Linked DNA regions of Xenopus laevis: region 2 is linked to region 1. The links are chromatin contacts, called in public Hi-C maps. All regions are on one chromosome and are shown on one strand. Each heading gives the region's core, a stretch centred on a gene start, on an enhancer-like site or on the middle of the called end of the contact. The rest is flanking DNA. Distances are from core to core; before and after follow the strand shown.

What was found. Hi-C and Micro-C count contacts between places; a contact is called where the count stands out from the background.
Region 2: a Hi-C map of the XTC cell line shows a contact between it and region 1, with 1.7 times the contacts expected there. The contact joins the promoter of bcar1.L here to the enhancer-like site in region 1. A contact is called at or near these places in 2 of 4 Hi-C or Micro-C datasets (the XL177 cell line and the XTC cell line).

The regions. Positions count from the first base shown.
Region 1 is chr4L:41,052,338-41,057,050 of Xenopus_laevis_v10.1, forward strand. All of the region lies in intron 2 of bcar1.L (BCAR1, Cas family scaffold protein L homeolog), which reads right to left. Among protein-coding and RNA genes, the nearest start is that of hsdl1.L, 48 kb to the left of the region's middle. Within about 2 kb of position 1,869, at least 2 of the 7 cell types and tissues checked have an H3K27ac peak or open chromatin away from gene starts, as enhancers often do.
Region 2 is chr4L:41,107,193-41,111,905 of Xenopus_laevis_v10.1, forward strand. bcar1.L (BCAR1, Cas family scaffold protein L homeolog) reads right to left here and starts at 2,049. Exons shown (of 7, transcript NM_001089651.1): 1 at 1,795-2,049. The coding sequence starts at 1,806.

The DNA.
Region 1 (4,713 bases), core at 619-3,118:
ATAGTTTAACAGGGACAATGGTACAAGGAGGAACAAACAGAAAGATTTTATTTTTACAAAAGTAAAATGTGTGATGTTTAACATGGAATACTTCCGCAGACTGGCAGATTTAAATAAGAAACTATTCGAGTTGTGAGTTCATTCGAGGTATAAAAAAAACTCAGAAATTCTATTGATTTACTTTGATAAATAACCCCCCTAATGTTCTTTTTAAAATACCTCTACTGTTTACTTATCTAGAAAGATTACACCACATTCTTTCTGATACAAGGAGTTTGTTCTGTGAACATTTTACTGTCACTTGGGCAAAAAAAAAAGATTGAAAGAGTTAATGCAAAGGATGGGCTGGTTTCAAGCTGCCCTTGCAAGCTGAGGCCTGACGTTTATTGCTGCGCTGGCAGTTGAAGTTCCAGAAATACAGAGTCTTAGGGCAATGACCCAGCGTACTTGTAGAGAGCACCGCCTGGAAAATTCCTGATGCAACATCCTGTATCTGAGTCCCAAATGCTGGCTGCCTTTCTCCCAGCTGGTGCTTTAGGGTTTAAAATGCTATCCATTTCAGTATACACAAGATTGACGAGTGGAGATCCTCAGCACTGTGTGTGGGACAAACATACATCACATTGTTTTCACTCTACAAAGTTAAACTGACCAAAGCCCCAAGTGTTTGTACACGGCTGCTGCATAACCTATGATTTATGGGTACAGACACACTTACTGTATAGAGGGATGGGCACAAGCAGCTAATACCTGCAGCAGCGGGCAAAGCTGAACAATTAAAGACACGCCCAGATTCCAGACAAACTTTAGCAGCTTTCACAATAGGATGCACCCTATTCCTAGCACAATAGAGAAACATTTTAATTTGGTTACTAAATACTGGTATAGGATCTATAATCCGGAATGTTTGGGAGCATGGGGTTTTCTAGATAAGGGATCTTTCTGTTATTTGGTTGACTAGATCTTAAGTCTGCCAAAAAACATTTAAACATCAAATGAACCCAATAGGATTGTTTTGCCACCAATTTGGATCCATGCAGTTTAGTTACCTTTAACTAAATGGTATTGTTCATACCGCCCAACTGTCCTGTTTTCAGAGGCTCAGTCCCTTGTTTGTACTGGAAAGTCCAGTTTTTCTCTGCACTGAACAGGCAGAAAAAGAAACATGTAAATATGTGCAAACTTTCATAACCTGCCAAATTTCGTAAAATTAACATGGTTATTAGGGGGTGTGGTCACAAAAATCGGCGTGGTCAGAAAATTCCCCGCACTGCATGGAAACTTTTTTGTCCCTCTTTTTATTTCCAAAATGTTGGGAGGTATGGTATTGTTTGTTTTTTTTAAATAAAAAGGAAATCATTCAAAAAATAAAATGATTTGCTTAAAATGGACTCTTATGAGGGATACAACGAGGCCAATGCTAATATTTTAGGGGGCTGTGAAACTAATTTGAGAGAAGACTGGTAAAGGTTCAAGAATAATCAACCTGGGAGTTTGTGGTTAAACATGGTATATGCCACAGTACTAATCATGTTTTATCAAAATAGGAAAGGTACTGGACCAGGTTGTGAAAGCTTTTTGTGGTATCTTGTTCCCGCATGTTATGTCCTCGATAAAGTGTGATTGCTATGCCAGAGCAGATCATGTTTTATCAAACCATGGACAAAGAAAGAATTTTATTTTAGCTGTAGTGACGATTACGAAACCACTGTTGTTAAAAAGCTGATTTAGTTCTTTACATCTGCGATATTTACTTTGTTCTGGAGACCTGCACAGCACTAACAACGTAGACAATGAGAACAGAGTGCTTGGTACAGACAAAGAAGAGCCGGTCCCACTAAACAAAAGGAAAGGAAATAGCTGTGACACACACATCTGTGGGGCGGTATAACTGCCAGCTGAAAGGTCAGTGTGAGAGCAGAAAGTCAAACCTTCCCCCATTACCCTGTCCACATTAATGTGAACCAAGTTATTTACAAGGGTGCTGAATATCACAGGGAAAAATGAGGCACTGAGGTATTGTTTTGCAGGATTTAGTTAGAAAGAATATATCGCACTTTACTGTATGTGTGTACATTCTCCACTTTGTGCATACATATAATAAAGTGTCCTGACTTCACCTTTATTTGATAAAAGCATAATGCCCCTTTCCCTTGAAGCCAATTCCAAAGTGTCCTATGTTTCAAATTTAGAATGTTGGTAGGTATTTAATAGAATACAATCAACGGTGAGGGGTGGGAATCCTTCAGACTGCCCTTCTGGGAGCACCATCTGACGCATTTCTCAATTGTAAAAAACTCTATTGTAGCTCTAATGTATTGTATTTTAATATGCAAATGGGTGTTTGGTTCAGCATATCTTTTTACGAAGGATTCTGTATTCATTTGAATCCAAATATTGTGGATTTGGAAATCTTAATTTTATGGATGGGAATTGCCCTAGTGGGGTGCAGTCCAATTTCTATGGTACGGAGGGCCGGAATTTTTCTGGCCTACATGGTGGAGAGCCGATAATGGAAGCCTGTGTTGACCACTGCCTGTTTTAAACCACACCCACTTTAAACCACACCTATGTCACCACAAGAATTTTTAAGACCATGTCCACATTAATGGTGGTAGTACACTAAAAAACCAAATGTTTAGTGCTCAGTGCGGGGATATAACTGAGGACATAGACCATAGGGCAGGCAGAGTATGGTACACACAGAGGGAAGGCAGAATACAGCAGGAGACAGGGAAACCAGGATCACTCTAAAATGAACATTTCATACTGTGCTACATACAATGCTGGTGCCCTCCAGTTGTTTGTATGAGGCGTAAACAGGTAAACAATGTGGACACTTTCAGTTTGGGTCTGAGGTGTGAACAATAGAGGTGTTACCAATGTGAACAAAACAGACGTGAACAATGTAGGATTTTACTGTCTGAATTTGAAATGTCAACAATGCAGGGGCCAGTTAATCTCAGCAGTTTTATGTGTGGGGGGCACACAAGAGGGGGGGGTCGCAGCCGCCAGTTGGACAGCACATGGAGTGCTCTCCTACTCACTGCATATGGGTTTCATTGTACACTTTTCTGATTACTGCATGGCTAACCATTAGGGTTGCCACCTTTTCTGGGGAAAAATTACCATCCTTCCTATGTTTTCACATTTTCTCCTAACTAATAACATTGTGCATCATTTTTACAGCCCAAGCAAGTAAAATACCTTCTTCACCATAAATACAATTAAATATTCTGCATCATTTCTGAAATAATCAAGTTTATCCCTCTCCCAGAATCTGTTTCTCTTCATTCTCTCTTTATGCAACAGTTGGGTGTCAGATAATTATTAACACTTAAGGTGGCCATACACGGGCAGATAAAGCTGCCGATATCGGCCGTTTGGACCGATTTGACAGCTTATCTGCCCGTGTATGGGGGCTTCCGACGGGTCTTCCCGATCGATATCTGGCCACGATCTCGTTCGGGAAGGTTGGATTTTTAACCGACCGACCCGTCGGAGCCCCATTGGCGCATCGTAATTTGATCGTTCGGCCGTTCGAATTACCCCCGATATAGCCATGCCGTTAGTGGCATATCGGGGAAAGATCCGCTCGTTTGGCGATGTCGCCAAACGAGCAGATCTTTGAGTCTATGGCCACCTTTAGATCCAATATATCTTATAGAGGGGGCTTCCTTTCCTAACAGATGTATTAGAGCTCATTCAAATAACTGGTTCCAGCACAAATACAATCTAACATAATAACTGTCTTTTGCACAAATCCAACATGTACAGAGACATGATGTCTGGTGATTTTAATAAAGTGAGCTCTAATACATCTTCTAGGCAAAAGGAGCCTCCCTATAAGATAGGGATCTAACTGTCAATACATATCTGACAACTAACTGTCAATAAATATCTGACACCCAACTGAGTCCTGCAAGAAGAGAGAATGAAGGGAAACAGAATAGTGAAGATGAGCTTGATTATTTCAGAAACAGTACCGAATGATTAATTGACTGTATTTAGAGTTTCTTATTTCAGTATGCTGAAGCTTGTATTAAATTTTCATTTTCACGGTAGTTCCCCTTTAAATACATTCTCTGATAGTGCCAGTAGAAGAAAAAAATTCAGTATTGCAGGAATATATATGTAATGAGGTTGATTCACAAGCGCTGTGTTAGCCTGGGCATGAAGATTCCTTCCACCATGGCTATAAAATTGCTAAGAATATGTTTAGGCACAAATATGTATTTTATTGTGCCAATCTGCCTCTGGCATTGAAATCTAATTGCTGTCTCTAAGTTAGGAAGTGTGAAGCACAGTCCAGGACTGAGTGGAAACTACTTATTTTTTTTGCAATCTTAAATTGCAAACTGTTTCCCATTCTTTCCAACTGGAGCAACTTGTACTACGGAAATATTTTTCCTCAAAATATGACGAGCCAACTGGGACCTATAATGTCCTGGGCAATACACGCACACAGACATATATAGTTTGTCATTTTTAAAAAATTATATATAAAAAAATATTACTATTGTGTGGTTAAATATTTAAAGAAAAATACATATATGTGCATCTTGCAAATTCATAGTGAAATGGATTACATCTCTTGTACTCAGCTTCCTGCTATGTTTTTTGCTTCTTAGAGTGGTGCACAGCTTTGTATGTCTGCCTGCAATTCTAAGCAAACCATTAAAAGAGGCACAGCACCTTCTATTGATGGAGAGG
Region 2 (4,713 bases), core at 799-3,298, 55 kb after region 1:
GGGGGGGTTATTGTATGCACCCCTCCTATTTTGCACACTAACAGGCTGTCCTTGTATCCTCTCATTGACTTACATTTTAATATTACATTGTGTGAGCCTTGTTGCCCCATCTCTGGCACAATGTCACAATTTGTAACCACAAAGCTCACAACTGTTTAAACAGTGAACACATGCAGCAGCCTCTGTGTCTCCCAAATCTTACAATCTGCTTTACTGCTGGCAGCCATTCCAGTTATCAGTTCTGGACCAACTTGCTCATATTTAGCTTAAGGTCCCCATAGACACAAAGATTTCTCTTGCCGAACGACCGATTTTAGCAAAGTCCGACCAATCGGACGATCGAACATCTTACGATTTTTAGGCCGACATCTGTCAGGAAATTGATCGACCAGTTTAAAAAATCTTTGTCGGTCCCAGTGCAATCTATCTATGTTTGCAGAGCTAAGCAGGCAGCTACCCTTTGTTTTCCTGTCAAATTGGTGTTTTTAGTTGATGGACAATTCAAACGATCGTAAGATCGGTCCGAGATAATCGTGGTCTCACGATGACGATCGGATCTTTTAAAAATCTCAACATCTACGGCCAGCTTTAGAGCCCATCCCATATGATTTCCTCTACCTCACAACCGACTGGACTAGTTATTGGCAATTTTATTCCTCACTAATGCCCTGTCTGTCTCTGTAAAGGTGGCCGATAAAAGCTGCCAACAAACCGAGTCGGCAGCTTATTGGTCCGTGTATGCGGCCCTCCGACGGGCTTCCCCGATCGATATCTGGCCGAAAGTTGGCCAGATGTCGATTGGACGAGACTAAAAATCCCGTTGGATCGTGGGCCGCATCTGCTCGTTGATGCGTCCCGCGATCCGACCGCCCATTACCCATCGTGAGGATCCGATCGTTGGGCCTTAGGGCCCACGTTCGGATCAGCCCGATATTGTGTCCTGCGATCCGACCCGTTACCCATCGTTACGATCCTATCGTTGGGCCCTAGGGCCCACGTTCGGATCAGCCCGATATTGCCCACCTCAAAGTGGGCATATCGGAGAGAGATCCGCTCGTTTGGCGACATAGCCAAACGAGCGGATCTCTCCGTGTATGGCCACCTTTATATCATTATCATTAACTGCCTCCTCCATCACCTTTCTCCTGCCTGAAGTCCTTTCTCCCTACTCAAACCTCTATCCTTCTGTAAGGGTTAGTTCACACGAGGAGATTTGTGGAGATTCTGTGCGAAAATCTCCGCGAACTGTGCGACAATCTCCGCGGACTACCTCCGCGAGTCTTCCCATCTGCTATAATGAAAAGTCTCCTGCGATAAAGCACACGTGGGGCTGCGTTATTCGAAGTTGCCTCACGAGGAAACTTCGTATGACTTCGGGAAACTAAGCGCCGCGTGTGCTTTAGCGCTGGTGACTTTTCATTAAAGCGGATGGGAAGACACGCGTAGGCAGTTCAGGGAGATTGTCGCCCAGAAGAAGAAGCGATTTGTCGCACAAAATCTTCCAGAATCTCCTCTTGTGAACTAACCCTAAAGAAAACTCAAAAAGTATAAGAGATTTCAAACGTGCGATCCTCCAGCTGTTGTTTCACTAAAACTCACTACACCTCCTAGTGGTCTGCTGAGAGGGTCGGCACTAGGACCGGTAATGAGCAGTGACTGGAAGGTCGCAGGTTGGGCATTGCCGCTCGGCTGGCAGCGCGCTCACCTTCCCCCACTCTCCAGTATTGTCTCTCCCAATTGCCAGTTCTCCCCTGCGCCGGAGAGGAAACAGACAGGACAAATCTCAGCACTCACCAGATAGTTCATTGTTCCAGCTCAGTCTGCTCCCCCCGATGTGCGTGGAATCCGAGCTGCTTGCTGGAGCCGATATGGAGCCTACAGACGCTTGACCGAGCCGATCAGTCTATAGTCGGCATCTCCCTGTGCCGGTTATTGGATCCGATCGGTAACCAAGTGAGATGTGACAATGTCCTGGTGGCGCTGAGTCTTTGTCTGCCAGGCGATCACTGTCTCCGTTCAGTGGCTTCTGTCATCCTTCCTGTCGGAGCCCCAGGCGATAGCGAATGTATCCCGGTCAGTGACAGGATCTCCGCGCTCTCAGTATCGCTTATCCGGCTTGCTACAGGCAATGCTAGCAGCACGGTACTATTGGCTCCTTCTCCCCACAGTCTCTGCCTTCCACGGCAGTCTCTCCCAGGCAGTCTCCCCGTGTGACAGTCAGCGGGTGTCTCTCAGGCCGGCAGTCTCTCGGGCAGGCAGGGGAGGAGTAGATTCCGAGGGAGAGCGAACATTATCCCATCAATGCCCCTTTGCCAAGGTTCGCTCCCATTGGTTACTCGGTCTTTCCCATGCAAATAAGGGGAGAGGGCGGGGCTTGGGAGGTGTGACGCTACTTCAGTCTGGAGCCCTGAGGCTTGGGATTTATGGCAGGATTACTGGAGGATGGAGGGAATAACAGGAATTCTTACTGGCCTTAGGCTTTAGACGCGGGGAAGAATCCCCCGCTCATCTGTGCTTCTTCCAGGAAACTGCCCCTAATCCTTCGCCTATGGCTCAGGGCTGACTACGGAACTCGGTTTTCCGCTAGGGGAGCCATCTTCTCCTTGAGGAAGTTTGTTCACTGAATCTCGCCGCTTTTTATCCGGTCATTTGAGCCTTTGTGCCTTGTTTGGCTAAACGTTGCTCAACGCCTACATTTTTTTTATTGTGGTTCTTCGCTGTTCTTTCTAGATACAACAATACTCATGTCCAGTGTGAATTCATTGCTTGGCAAAATCCAAGCAAGCATTTGGGACACTGAAAGTAGTTTTCTGGAGTGGAACAATGGTACACCCTTTTGTTCTGTTGAGAAGTTAAACTATTTTTAAATACATACATACTAGAGTAGTAGTTATAGCTGTTTCTGTCAGGGGAGTAATTAACTACAGAGGAACAGACCCTGTGGCAGACCATGAGGCCCTAATTCTTATACAATTTCAATAAATATTGGCAAAACACATCAACCTCTAGACATTTTGGGGGCCTGAAAAATAATTTGCAGTTGGGCTCATTAATATCTATTTACACCACTGGTTTCTATCCATATCTTAAAAAAACTGCAGACGACTACAACTTCCTGAGATAAATAACCCATTCCTTACTGATAAGCTAAATCATTCTTTTTTTTATATATAAAAGATAGAACTACAAGAAGGATTTATTCAGGTTTTGTAGCTTACATTTTATCTGACCAACAGGATTCTGTCATGAAACGGCAAGAGATTTTATGTGTCTGTGTATCTTGACAGCGCTATATAAATAAATGATGATGTGTCTGACATTATATATTTCAATGAGAAGTATCAAACCCTTGACCACGTGGTAGCTCCAGGCAGCGGCGTTTCAGGAGCTGCTGCCGCCCACCTCCCGCTTTCAACATTTAGCGTCGGAGTGGGTCCAGGGGGGGCCTCATCACTAGTGCTTCAACAGGTCCGGACTGAGAATTAAAATAGGCCCTGACATTTCAGGTACACAGAGGCCCAATCAGCCCACATAGAGGCCCAAACAGCCCTCACCAGCCCACTAAATACTGACTTTCTATGGGACCTTATAGCAGCCTATTTGGCATTTGCCAGAACCCACAGATTGCCAGTCCGGGCCTGGCTGCAAGTGCTATTGTGCTTGCTGCACTAGCAGAGCCAAATTTCAATGTTAGAAAATGGAAATTCGGCTCTTAAAGTTACCAAAGGTGGCTTTTTGATGCCACTGCTGTCTGCTCCATGCCGCCTGAGGCAAGGTTCTCACCTTGCCTCATGGCAGGAGTGGCCCTTGCTCCAGGGATCCCACAGCGCCCTGCATCAATTGCCGCAGTGCAGCTACAGCAAAAGAAAAGGGTGAAACATCAGGAAATTAAGCCAGGCAGACTTTGAAAATTTGTATTGCAGCGTGCAGTTGCATTCATTTTTGGCAAATCTGGTACAATTGCTACACATACAACAATATTTCTGTAGCTTTACCATAAAGAAAGAAGTTTGAGGAAGAGCACCAAAAACAGTTGCTATGGCAACTGCCTGAAAGTGCTCGCGTTCAGGAAATTGGTTCTTGGAAACAACAATCAGCAGGCAAGGGCTTTCCTGCCATGGCATGTGGGTTGATTTCAGACTACTAAAAATCATCTAAAAACCAAAGTGCCCCAAATCATCCAGTGTACCATTATAGTCCAAACCCATTGGCATTATACAGTGAGCCAGTGTATTATTGTGTATTTATAGACTTTACATGCTGCATTTCTTGTGCTTGACTGGCGCTAAATAGATGACAGATTAGAGGGTTGTAATTGGAATATGAACACAATATATGTGTTTTTAAAAGCTCAGCATTAGTGATGAGCGAAAAATTCACCATGTGTTTTGTTAAAAAAACACCAATAGACGCCAATGCATTTTCAAAAACAAAATGTTTTTCGTGCAAATTTTTCAGTAAAGCGAAAATCGTCAGATTCTCCGATCACTGCTCAGCATGTGTTTGTAAGCACATTAAAAAAGCTTGTGTGTCACGTGATAAGTGGGAACGTGATAGGGACTATAGAGGAAGCAGACCCTGCAGTCGGGGGTCCCAGGGAACAGGGGGGCCTGAACCATGGGGGTCTGCTTTGTCTATATGAGTATGAAACTCAGAGCTTTTCATTACTGTGAGTGGGAAGAAAGTATGCAGCAAGCTTGAGACGCTGTGGGG